2 separate regions of the Mus musculus genome follow, and region 2 is linked to region 1. Evidence: chromatin contacts called from public Hi-C data. All regions are on one chromosome and are shown on one strand. Each heading gives the region's core, a stretch centred on a gene start, on an enhancer-like site or on the middle of the called end of the contact. The rest is flanking DNA. Distances are from core to core; before and after follow the strand shown.

The links. Hi-C and Micro-C count contacts between places; a contact is called where the count stands out from the background.
Region 2: a contact with region 1 is called in a Hi-C map of group 2 innate lymphoid cells, with 1.9 times the contacts expected there. The contact joins two enhancer-like sites. A contact is called at or near these places in 8 of 39 promoter capture datasets (the 3T3-L1 cell line, 3T3-L1-derived adipocytes, the C10 cell line and 4 more), 5 of 484 Hi-C or Micro-C datasets (cerebellum, cerebral cortex, double positive thymocytes and 2 more) and 1 of 9 other capture datasets (liver).

What each region holds. Positions count from the first base shown.
Region 1 is chr6:8,282,086-8,284,785 of GRCm38.p6, forward strand. All of the region lies in intron 2 of Umad1 (UMAP1-MVP12 associated (UMA) domain containing 1), which reads left to right. Among named protein-coding and RNA genes, the nearest start is that of Umad1, 24 kb to the left of the region's middle. Within about 2 kb of position 1,361, at least 2 of the 459 cell types and tissues checked have an H3K27ac peak or open chromatin away from gene starts, as enhancers often do. A contact at or near this core is called in group 2 innate lymphoid cells, where this site is marked.
Region 2 is chr6:8,372,704-8,375,403 of GRCm38.p6, forward strand. Umad1 (UMAP1-MVP12 associated (UMA) domain containing 1) reads left to right here. Exons shown (of 4, transcript NM_001302354.1): 3 at 1,203-1,264. Among named protein-coding and RNA genes, the nearest start is that of Gm46952, 28 kb to the left of the region's middle. Within about 2 kb of position 1,343, at least 18 of the 459 cell types and tissues checked have an H3K27ac peak or open chromatin away from gene starts, as enhancers often do. A contact at or near this core is called in group 2 innate lymphoid cells, where this site is marked.

The sequences.
Region 1 (2,700 bases), core at 111-2,610:
TTCACCTGCACTTATGACTGTACCACATGTTAGTGTGGTGCCAGCAGATGCCAAAGGAGGTAATCAGGTCTCCTGGCACTGGAGTTACAGACAGCTGGGACCTGCAGTGCGGGTGCTGGATATTGAACTGGGTCCTCTGAAGAGCAACCAGTGCCCTAACTACTGAGCCATCTTTCCAGCCCCCAGATTGGACATATTTTAAAGATCTGTGTGCTGAGAATGGCTTGATTCCAAGAATAAGACAGATTTTTACTGAGAGCTAGTGAATCTTTAAGAGGCCTAATGAAGGAGATTGATTGGTCAAGGCACTTTCTCCAGAGAGGATTAATGCCTACCTTTCAAGGTGTTTGCTCTAAGACCATGTTATTTACTGTGAGAACAGATTATCATAAAGAAAATTTGACTTCATCTGCTTTCTTGTTTCCTTCTGCCACCATGTATCTTCTCTCTCTGCCACATGTTCTTGTGACTGCTTTCACATGAACTATTACTATAAAATGTTCCAACATACTGTGGTACAGAGGTCCTTGTTATAAACCAAATTGATTGCACACCCCCGTCTAAGACTTTGACCTTCTGAAATGGTAAGATCGGTACACCTAGTTTTTCTTTTTCATAAACTACCTGGCCTCAGGTGTTTAGTTATGTAAAATACACTGCCATATCTATCAGATGATGAATTTTTCTCCCTGGCATTCCTTTTTCATCTCTTTGCTATGGATAGTGTATCAAATTGTCCATAGTATATGTCATAGTATATGTCATAGTATATGTCATAGTATATGTCAGCTTGTCAGCCTGAGCCTTTCTGGTCTCCATAATCATAAGAAGTAAATCCCCATTCTTTGTAAACTACCTGGTCACCAGTAATCTGTTAAAGCATACTAGCATAAAATAGATCTTATATTAAACATAATACATACATAAAATAGACTAAGCTACCACCTTTAGTCTCTGAAAAGCAGTCGGTCAGCAAGTAAAGAAGGCAACATTGGTCATAGTTGTTAATGGGGAAATACGTCTAGACCCCAAAGAAAAGTGACTTGCATAGAACTAGAGATAAAATTAGGGGATATAGCTGAGGCATTAGGAATTATATGTTGTATTGTTATTGTTGTTGTTTTGTATTCTCCAGAGCAGGATAGCAGAAAAAGAAAGCTACCTTAGGAGAGAGGAGCTGGCCTGAGTGACAGACAGGAAAAGCAGGTGGCTGGATAAGATCCTGTGTTCGCGCTGCTGCTGCTGCTGCCGTGTGATGGGAATTCAGATTTGCAGGCTTGATGGAACAATATGCCTAGACTTTAGCAGAGTAGGTTTTCTTTGTCTCACTAATTTCACTTTCAGTTATTTATCTTTGAAACAGGAAACTGTAGCTTATAAAGATAATATAGTTAGTGTGGTTTTGTCACATGTATTTATATGTCTAATCTGGCTCCTGAAGGGAAATCATTGAATCACAAATCACACGACTCCAGGTGATTTAATTTTTATGTATTACTATTGAAATTATATATCTTACAGATTCTCTATAAAGGCTTTTAATTCTCTAAGATATTTACAACAATATTTATGAATCTTATCTGATAACTGTAAGCTATAATATGGAAAAATCTCAACCTTTCCCTTGTTCTATAATAATTTAATAAAGTATTTCCAAGGGTAAAGAAATGTCTTGGAGAAACTAGCTAGTATTTTATTGGTTTCAGTGTTTTCATGGACGTTGACAGGACTTATTCCCAAAGTTGCTTCATGAAGCCAGCACTTACAATCTTAAACATTAAGGTCAATATTTGATAATATTTTCTATATTTTCAATGGGTTATATAAGCATATGCCATTTATTTTGTGATCATTTTTATTATAATTTCAATGATTTAGCAATTTTGGTACTAGCAATATTGTTTTATATTCCCCTTTTTAAATTAATCTACAAGGCATTTCTCTGAAATTTTAAACTTAATGTTTTTTGAATTTGTTTGTCTTGATATTATCATGTGAATGCATACACACATTTGTGGTGTGTACATCTGTCAGTACAGGGGGCACATGGATGTTAGTTTGAAGACACCTTTTAGGAAAGTCTGTTTCATCTTTGGTCTTCTTAGGGAGTCAGGCTGCATACTCCAGGTTAGCTTGTCCACAAACTTCCTGGCAGTTCTTTCCCCACTTCCATCGCACAGCAGGAGTTCTGGGAGCACAGGTACACTCTGCTGCTTTCAGCTTTCACAGGGGTCCCAGGACTCAGGTCATCAGTCTGCCAGGCAAACACTTGCTTACTGAGCCACCTCACCTGCCTTGAAGTGTTTTTATTGTTGTTGTTTGTTTGTTTGAAGTCTTTAATTATATTACTAGAAATTTGTTTAGTACATATGAATTTTTCCTCTGCAGTGGATTTTGTGTTGACTGTTTGGTTAAGTTGAAATCATATGCTACCTTAAAATGTCAATTATTAAAAAGATCTTTTTTCAACTGAAGAATGACACCTCTTTCTTCATTTTATTATTTTAAATTGTTATTAGTGTAAAACATGTGTATGTGTGCATGTGTGTTTTGATGTGTGCACTGATGTGTATTTGTAGGTGCCTGGGTATGAGTATGTGTGCACATGTGTGCACTTGGAAGCCAGGAGTCAAACTCAGTTGCTGTCGTCAGGAGCCACCTTGGTTTTCAAAGTGTCACCCTAGTTGCTGGAGCTCACCA
Region 2 (2,700 bases), core at 93-2,592, 91 kb after region 1:
AAAGTGTTTTTGCCACAGATTTGTAGGTGAAATACTACAAAGAGAAATTTGCCATTCATTAAACCAATAAAGATTGGATGTCTGCTTTGTCGCTAAGTTATATTATATACAAATGGAAACAGACCTGATAGACTAGAATGTCATTGATTACTCTTTATTGAAACACATGGGAGACAGTACCTACCATCAGAAAATTTAATTGTCTGTGGTTTTCAGATATAACAAGGTTTGTTTAGTTATATAGCTTTATAGCCTTTTCCTTAATTGTCATCCCTGATGAACTAAGCTTTTGTCTTTCCTAAGGAAAAGTTTACCTCAGGAAGCTTTCCGTGCTCCATCTCGACTTGATGTTCATTACTCTCCTTATCATCTGCACAGTCCTTACCTGTGATTTCAGTCAGCTCACTGTTCTGGACATTCTTAAATTGACCTAATTGTATGGCAAGAACAATTTACAAATTACTAAATTAGTTTCTGATTATGCTTCAGAGAAGTAGGCTAATTGGGTATGTACTGACCATGTGCCAATTCCCAATTATTAGTAATTAGCAAACTAAGGCAGGCCATTAATAACTTGTTATGATTATACTTGCTCAACTGTGGATCTATTCTGTGTCGTGTAAGTCAGCCTGCTCCAAGTTAATTTAGCAATGGAATCTGCAGAGGCACCAGACTTAGAACTCGTGTTACTAACTGAAGGCTCTTTATGTGTTTGCTCATGTTCTTTCCTGCTGTGAAGATTGTCTTCTATTGGGTTTACTGTCACACAGAAATATGCATATCTACTTTTATCCATAGGAACAAAAGAAGAAAATAAAAGTCATAAGGATTAATTTTATGAAAACAAGTTTAGAGGACAATTACTCATGTCATAAGGAAATTTGCATTTTAAAATAGTTTGCGTGTCTTTAAGTCATAGCTTTCTTAATTAAAACATGACTTGATAAACACAATTCAAATTGATGTTCTTTTTTCAGTGTAAACCTGTGTAAAGCAGGATACATTTTAGTGTGTGTTTATGGAATGATTCATGATATCCGTGAAAAAATATATTTTCTTTCTCCTTAAAATTAATTTGTTTACTCTGTAACAAAGGAAATAGTGGTTGCTTCCATAGCATGAAGCGTACAGTACCAAAAAACACTGCAAACAAACCCAAGAAAATTGTCCTTATAACAGAAGAGTTCTCCTCTGTCTTATAGGAGCTACAGCAAATGAAGTGAGATGTAAAACTTCTGAAGCAGAAGGCAGCCAGGCTTTGGAGGTAAGGAAAAGGCAGCGGGAATCCCGGGATGCAACCGATGGCTCTGCGTGCAGAGTCTCTGGCTGATTCACAGCAACAACTCACACGGAGAAGCCGGGGGTCAGTGAGAGCAGCGCTGAGCTAGCTGCTGGGAGAGGCTGCCCAGCTCTTGTGGGGTTTCTGGGTCAAGAAATGAAAGAGGAGGGGGTAAGAGAGAAAAGTAGAGTTCTTGAGTTAGAGCAGTCTATTTTTGAGAGAATTTTGAGAATTCTATTGTCAGACAATATTTCTCGACTATTCTGGAGAAAAACAGTTTATGTCTTCTTTTTCCGTAAAAAAGTTGTTTTATCCTGGAGGGAATGTTAGTATGTTAGGGTTCTCTATGCACAATGTATTAATAGTATCTAATCACTGAAGTAATTATCTTTAAGGCTTAGGGGAATGTTGGGCATTAGTTTACTACTTAGGTGGAAGAGATCGGCGTGATTGTGCAGCTTTCTGCACAGTGACTCATTCGCACGTCTTCCTGCAGCACGAAAGCACGTGCATCAGTGAGGTCAGGGTCTGCCCTGTCTGTCTCAGCACAGGATCCAGAGTGTGTGCCCAAGAAGACTGTCAAATGAATACATTCATTACAATTCATTAATTAATAATGAGCTACAAGTAGAAAGTTGCCTTTATTTTAAGGGATTTTTAATAATTTTCACTAAGCAAATGTTTTATAATCAAGGGAAAACTTACTTAAACTGATGAATAGGAAGAAAAATCATTTTATTTTTTTACTTACCTGCATTTATTCTTTCATTCATTCATTCCACAAATATTTACTAAACCGTGACTATACCTAAGACACAGTACAAAGAACTGGGTAGATAATGATGAAAGAAATGGATGCAAGAAAGAAACTATCTACCTTGTGCACCAAGCACGTGATCTCTTCAATTTCACTTCACTTCAAGCACAGAGCGAGAGCTCAGTGTTGACCATGTGACCCCCTGTGATTGGAATAAAGCACTGCTCAGTGTTGACCATGTGACCCCCTGTGATCAGAATAAAGCACTGCTCTGCTGGAGGCTCAGGAAGTAGCCACCATGACTTTGTAAGTTCTAATTGCTTAGTGTCTTTATCAGGTTACTGTTACAAAGCGCCATACTGTATACTGGCTTACAGACAGTAGGAAGTCATTTTAAGTTCCAGAACTGGGAACCCCAACATCAAGGTGCTAGCAACTTTGCTATCAGATAAGAGAGCCTGCTTTTTTAGTTCATGGGTGGTTCCTTCTTGTGTCATCACATGGAGCTTTGACCGTCACCCCTTATTAAAGGAAACAGTCCACCTTATGAAGGTTCCACCCTCACGACCTAATTATCTCCCCAAAGCCACATCTCTTAATGCTATTACATTAAGAATTCAGTTTCCACATGTCAAACCAAACAGGTGGGGGTGGGAGGAACTGC